2 separate regions of the Sus scrofa genome follow, and region 2 is linked to region 1. A link is a contact called in public Hi-C data. All regions are on one chromosome and are shown on one strand. The core of a region is the stretch at or near the end of the contact, and the rest is flanking DNA. Distances in the headings are between cores, read along the strand shown.

What was found. Hi-C and Micro-C count contacts between places; a contact is called where the count stands out from the background.
Region 2: a Hi-C map of skeletal muscle shows a contact between it and region 1, with 4 times the contacts expected there. The contact joins two enhancer-like sites. A contact is called at or near these places in 1 of 5 promoter capture datasets (liver), 8 of 47 Hi-C or Micro-C datasets (embryonic fibroblasts, heart right ventricle, liver and 2 more) and 1 of 2 datasets of contacts at active chromatin or transcription factors (skeletal muscle).

What each region holds. Positions count from the first base shown.
Region 1 is chr1:162,437,633-162,441,210 of Sscrofa11.1, forward strand. It overlaps NEDD4L (E3 ubiquitin-protein ligase NEDD4-like), which reads right to left. Exons shown (of 32, transcript XM_021073866.1): 8 at 3,447-3,549; 9 at 1,556-1,722. Among named protein-coding and RNA genes, the nearest start is that of MIR122, 110 kb to the left of the region's middle. Within about 2 kb of position 2,044, at least 4 of the 83 cell types and tissues checked have an H3K27ac peak or open chromatin away from gene starts, as enhancers often do. A contact at or near this core is called in skeletal muscle, where this site is marked.
Region 2 is chr1:162,567,513-162,571,090 of Sscrofa11.1, forward strand. The region is part of intron 2 of NEDD4L (E3 ubiquitin-protein ligase NEDD4-like); the gene reads right to left. Among named protein-coding and RNA genes, the nearest start is that of NEDD4L, 170 kb to the right of the region's middle. Within about 2 kb of position 1,804, at least 12 of the 83 cell types and tissues checked have an H3K27ac peak or open chromatin away from gene starts, as enhancers often do. A contact at or near this core is called in skeletal muscle, where this site is marked.

The DNA of each region.
Region 1 (3,578 bases), core at 794-3,293:
TGGTATGTTTTAAAAAAAAAAACATGAAGAATTCTCACAAGAATTCCCTCTCAAAGTTTCATAACTGTGTGAGACAGAAAAAGTAGCAATTGTCCCCATTTATCCCCCAAATATAGACTTCAGTCTGTATAACTATTAATGAAGGGGAACATTTTTTTATATATCTATTGGCCAGTCTTTCTTTGTGAGCTGCTAGTGGTCACTTTCCTACAGAGGTCACATGACACTATGGTGAGTGCTGTTTTCAGGTATTCCTAAAATAAAAAGAATCAACAAAATCATTTTCCATTTATATTTCTATGGGGAAAAATAACAAAGACAAGTTCAGTATTATCTGGACGTTGGGACATGTAAGCTATCCTGGGAAAAGGAGCTGGGGTTGATGGCCTTGTGGTCCAAAAGCTGACCAAGAATGGCTGATATTCATGAGAACCCACAGAGGGGCTGAAGGAAGAACTGGCTATTCAATGTTGCAGATTCTGCAAACTTTTTCTCTAGATCAAAAAAAACCTCGAGCAGACTTCTCTGCCACCTTTCCCACCCCACAGACTGATGCATACTCTCTAATTTCTAAAGATAAAAGGGTTACTGATAGGAGCTATCACGTTGCTAATATCACTTGTTTAAAAACCATCATTGGAAAATTTCCTTCAGAGTCTGGGCTAAAGGGAAAATTATTTCACCTAAAATACTTGCATTTATTACATGTTGAAAATCACACAATTTATAATTACCTCCTAGTCTTGGCTGCTAGGGAGCTCATGATTTCCAGGATAATTTTTCCTTTTCTACCTTTACTATTTTGGTTTTGCCTTTTATAGTATATTAACAGTTTGAAGTCTTGCTGTATACTATCATTTAAAAACAAGCTGCTTCAAATCCTTTTAAAATAAAAGTTGAGGTTTAACTAGTGTTTATTGCTATCATTAAGCCAAAAATTGCTAAGTGAACAAAACAATAATCAATTCACTGTATCCCTGAGGCTAGTGAGGGATTAGAATAAACAGTAATTACTATTTGTGAGTTTGCAACCCTCCCATGTGTTTGTAATTATATGAAGGGGGTGATATAGAAACGTCCCTAAAAAGTCCCTAAAAAAAAAAAAAAAAAAAAAATTTGGCATTTCTAAATCAAGTGATCACAGAATAAAAATCCCAAAACTTCATAAGGAAACTGCACAGCCGATATGTTTGCTGTTTTCCACTCTGGGTTAGCCAGGAGAGGAAGCTGAAAGGGGAAGTGATAGAATCACCACACCTAAGATAAGCCCAGGAAAAATAACCTCTGCTTTATATCCCCCACACCTTTATAAAGAAGACATACAAAAATCAGTGCACATTTACAACAGGAGAACTTGATGATACAAAGGCAGGAGTTCTAGATACTCTACAAGTTCTGAGAGGCTCCCTAACTAAATGAAGAGGAATCCTGTTGCTCTGCACAACCACGTGCTCCTATGGATGGGTTTACTTCCCAACCTCGTCCCAGAGAGCTGCCGTGTGGGCACCTGACTGCAGGGCGTGAGGACATGTCCCTGACCATGGGTGGTACTCACATTAGGCTGGGTCGGTGCCACTGGGTGGTCCGGTTGTTGTGGTTGACGTAGTAAGTACGACCTAAGTTGTCCACTTTTTCTTCCCACCCAGGGGGCAGCGGTGGGGGAGGAAGCTCCTCCTGGTGCTGAGAAGCCGAGTCATTCGAGTCAACAACTTCCCACCCCGGCTGCGGAATAACAGAGGGGAGATCGTCAGGCTGGTTTCTCAGACACGAGGAGGGGGCAGCTACCGTGCATGCTGGCTCTGCGCCCCTGCTTCTCTGCTCTCTGGCTCTGGCAGTGGCTTCGTGCGCCACATTTTAAAGAAATTCCCAACATACAGGAAAAAAAAAAAAAAAATCAATTCTAGGAGAGTCTCGAAAATATTCCGAGCCACGGCCAGGGAGCTGCGCTGTCTTCTACCGTGACTGCACTGCAGGGTGCAAGGCGGATGAGAATACGCATGGTTTGTCATGTTACCTAAGTCACATTATACTCTTTCCATATTTCGTGTTTGTTATTTTGACCCGAAGGCCTCCAGGGCTGTAGAAAGCCATGCCAATGATATGGGTCAGGCTACAGCTGTCATCTTTTCAACACCTCCATAAGGTAAGAGGGAGCTGGAAGATGAGCCATGCCGCACGTGCGTCCTAACAGAAACTGTGGCCTGGCGACCAGGAGGCCCAGGGCGCTGCCGCTCCCCCTCTGCAGCGAGGACACACAGGCACAGGAGCCAGAGAAGCCTGGAAGCTGCCGTTTCCCACTCGGCCATTCCCTGCTTGCTGCCGCCGCCTCAACAAGCTTCACAGTACCAGAGTCAGAGGTGCTTTTCTGCATACATATTTTTGGCATTAGGTATTCCTTCCTAACGTCCCCTAGTAAAGTCACTGGAAAATTCAGTTAATTCATTGGTCACTGTAGTTGGAAGGCTGGAAGAGTGTTAAAAAAAATTCCTTGGATTTGAGATAAAAACCTGTGAATGTGCTTATGGAATCTTAACATTCAAGACGGCTTCTCACAGAGAGGGAGACAAAAGCCTGCACGTGAAAAACTGCCTGGAAATATGACCTCCTGGTCTGAGGGGGGGCTCGATTAACTTGCCCATAATGCCTTATTCACACATCATGTATATGCAACAGCTGCAAACAGATGTGCAAACAAGCCAGAGAGAGGTCTTGTACACAGACATTTTCAGAAGCGAATCTGTCTAACGGAACAGCTCCGTCCAAAGCCTGTGCCAGGAAGGTATCACAGGACCCACAGCACAGGTATGTGACTAGAAAATTAAAAGGTGGCCTTGCCTGGAGGGAACAAAAGAAAATTCCTCTGGACGGCTAATTTTGAAATGGCATTTCTGGAGGAGAACTTTCCTAACCTAATGCACGCTATCACCTGCAGGCCAAATGAGTAAGAAATGTGGATGAGAGTCTCTAAATCATTTTATCCACTTTGAAGCAATTCCAAGTGCTAAAAGGAACTGACAGCTGAAAAAGTCCAAGGAAATAAGAGAATACGTGGGGAGAATTTCACATAGCAGTAGGGTTGTTTACAAAACAAGGGTATAGCATTTATTAGAGAGAAACCTCCTCAATTATGAGTGCTGTAACATAAAAAGTTCATGTCTTTTGCTGAAAATACATTGGTAGATCTGTCAAAGACATGGATTCATGGACACATTTAAGTTTCTTCATATTTAAGCTTTATAAACTTTCATTTCCATACATTATAAAGTCCGCCCCTGGTATGTGGAAGTTCCTGGGCCAGGGATGGAAACTGCACCACAGCATTGACACTACCAGACCCTTAACCCACTGAGCCACCAGGGAACTCCAAATTATAAAGTCGTAAAGTAAAATATCAAATACGCTCTTAAGGAAAGAAAACAGACCACAGCCTGAGCACCATAGCCTACCTCCATTTCATCTCTCTGCTCACTGTTCTCTTCATCTTGACCTCCGTTTTTGGGCATATAGGCCATCTTCAATCGCAAAAATCCCTTAACTCGCGATTTATGACTGTATGATGGAAGAAAATTGGTTATAAA
Region 2 (3,578 bases), core at 554-3,053, 130 kb after region 1:
GCCGGGGATTGAACCTGCAACCTCATGGTTCCTAGTCGGATTCTTTAACCACTAAGCCACAAGGGGGAACTCCTTCTTTTCTAATTTTTTATGATGCACATTCTATTCCTTTATTTTTCACCTCCTTTAATAATAAAGGTAGCTTTCCTTTTCTGGATGATATGTTCTAAAGTATTTAGAACTTTCATGAAGGGCAAGAAAGGAAAATACCTAGGACAAGATTTTAAGGACCACAATACCAGTAAGAAATGGAATGAACCCACGCTGGCATTTGAAGCGCAGGGAATTAATAAAGCAGCAGAAGAAGGAAGAGTCATGACCAAGCTTCCTTAGTACAGGCCGGGTTGAAACAAAACTCTGTTACCTCCCTTACTGCTAGGTTTTCACCCTGAATTTCACATTTTCGGGAAAGTGATTTGATTCATATATAGTTTTGTTTTTTTTTTAATTACCACCACGGGAGTTCCCTGGTGGTCTACTGGTTAAGGATTCAGCACTGTCACTGCTGTGGCGTGAGTCTGATCCTTGGTCTGGGCACTTTCACATGCCATGGGCACCACCAAAAACAAACAAATTACACCAGAATAAACACAGCAGTCCATGTATCTTAGTCTAATATTTAAATTTCTATGTCATCAGAACTGTGCTCACAAATCTAGGGCATCACCGGATCCTGAGTCAACAAAGATCTGTCATGAGAGCAAACTTAACTAAGGCAAGAATGCAGCCTAAGACACGCGGGCTGCATCCTCAGGACAGGGTGACAGAAAACTCAGGTTGTCAGAACTAATCACCCCGCACCCACTCCATCTCCAGGTGCAGCCATGGAAGAAGTGACCTTGTCTGTGTGATCACTTCTGACAGCAACTCTTCAAAATCAATGCCAAAGGGACAGTGTCTGCTTATCCCAGGGTGAGTGGCTCTGACCTAATTAGCAAAGCGTCTGCAGCCAGAGGCAAAGCTGCTACCACTTCCTTAATCCTCACTACCAGGAGCTTTAGAAGACGTACAAGGTCCCAACCTGGCGAGTAGAACCTGAAGACAACACTCAAGATCACTTTCATTTATGCTCTACTAATTCAGAATTATTTTTATGGTCTGGGAAGAGTCTGGACTCACGTTTCCATTTTTAGACCCTATGACAACAGGAGGAGAAGGAGGCTCAACCTACTTATGGGAACAAATTTTAGAAGCTCTGACTCATTTGTAAACAACCAACGTGCTAATAATTTATCTGTCGGTTAAAGCAAATACGTCTATTTGGGTTGTTACCCTAAGTCCTTGTGAAAACTGAAACCCCAAAGAAATTTTTAACATGTTCTATATTTAATTTTTTCTCACTTTGTTCCTGAATGTTTTCCCCAGTGCATCCCAGTAAATAAAATGTTACTATTAAAGCCCCATTATAACAGGGACTCTTTGGTAATAGGACCATTTAATGCTCCCAAGGGTCTCTGAAGCTAGCGAGGAAATAATACATTCCTTCCCTGAAGGCGATTTGCACTTTTTGGGGGGAAGAGACCACGACTGCACCTCATAACATCCGGTCTAAGCATCTGGACATCCTGAGCACACCCAGATGTCAGACACCAGTACGTGTTTGAGTACAGAGGCCAGGTCAAGTATGTGCCTGGGTCCTTGAGAACATTATCGGGGTTGGGGGGAGGTGGTATCAGTACTGCTGCTACTAAGTCACAGGTGCGTTTAAAAAAAAAAAAAAAAAAGTGCAGAAGGGTTCAGAGGCCTTAAGCATCCAAGTGTATAGATATCAGCACACAACCCTGCCTGCCTTAACCCATTCTTCAGGGGGGAATTCTATTCTAGAACTATGAGTCATGCATTTATATTCAAAGCCCAGTACTGGCTATAAACAAACATTGTTTTCAACTCTCGGGGCGGGGGGTGGGGGGAAATCTTTAAAATGAGGTCTTTGGTTGGCTGGCTTTTTTCTGCCCAGCACTCTGGTTTTCATCTGTCCAAATGAAATGGAGTAATCCCTGTTTTCCAAAGTTCAATGGCAATCAGCTACTTGGCATAGTCAAGGAATAATTTGGTTGAACTGGCTGGAATTTCCAGATATTCTCATATTATCCTTTGAAGTACTTAAAATTTCACTTGCTGGTGGAAATATTTCTGTCTCTATTCTTAGCGAACAATTACATGCTAAAGCTTAAAAAGGAGGAAGCAGATGGCAGAACTAGACTGTGTTTTCATGATGCAAAGGGCACGAGGGGAGAAAGGTGCTTTTTCTTGTGCAGGGACGGGTGGGAGGACCATACCTGAGGGTCACTCCTTCTTCCTATCTCGGCAGGTACCATGGGGATGATGTACAAGGTGCCCAGGTGGGAATGCGACTGCTTCCTGTTGGCTTTTTAGTGCTGCTGTATATGCCTAATGAGGTCAAGGAGAGGTGGACCCCCAGACCTCCCTGCAAACAAGCAGGAGTAATGCCTCCAGGCTAGCCAGCAGTTCTGCTGTAGCCCGCTTGCCTCTGCTCTCACTGTCCTCCCTCCATTTTTTTTTTTTTTTTTTAAGTATAATTTTACCACAAATCTTAAACCATAATCCCGGCTCTCCACTCTTGAATGATTGTGTTAGGCAAATAAGGGTTCATCCATCCAACTTCCTCTAAGAACTCAAGTCTGAGGACAAGAGGTTTTGTCCGACAGGAAAACTTGGTGTAACCTTTAAAGCGACTTCACCAAACTCATCTCACCATGCATACACTGCGAGTTTCAACAAACTCCACACTCAGTGCACAGGGGCACATCTTCAATTCCTCTGAGAATTGCCTTTTTTCAATTATGATGAATGAGAAGAATCCATCATACAGAATTCGTACAGAAGCAGGTATCGGAACTGGGGCTCGCCAGGTGAGCAGGGCTCAGACACATACACACAGAGGAGGACCTGGAGCGTAGTGTGAAGAATGACATAGAGGAAAAGAAATTCAGGCCACAGTGGAAATCAGGGAACTCAGGCTGTCCAGCCTGCCAAGAACAGAGTGAGTGGAAAGGAAGCGAGAGGGAAACTGAGCAAGACCAGCTCTACCTGAACACCAGGAAAAGGGCATGAGACTTTTTTTTTTTTTGCATTTTTTTTTCTTAATTACTGTGCTTTCCATTATTTTCTCCTAAGTCCTTACCTAATGACTAATGGAAAGCCCTGAAATTTCAAGATTCTACTTCCTACGTGTTTTCTATTCTTATTCTATACCAATTAACTTCATCTTCTCACTTCCTTCTCCCAATTGACAAACTCCACAGCCTCTGTATCAGCTGCTTCTTCTCCTGCCCCCTCCCTCTCGTCAAAATCACCTAAGCCTACTTATGATGATAAAACAAACTTGCAAATATTTTCACCAAAAACACTTCTCTAAATATAACCTGCAGAATTTTGAGAAAGGCCAAATATTTTGACCAGGTGACTGTATTTATCTTTCTTTCATCTCTGTTGTCCCTTTGGCCATGTGTGAACACAACACATGACCAGGAGGGTTAGTGAGCTCAGTCCTCTCCTTCTCCCACCCAACTGACCCACGACCGTTGAAGTACTAGCTAGAAGCTGGTGACCATAAA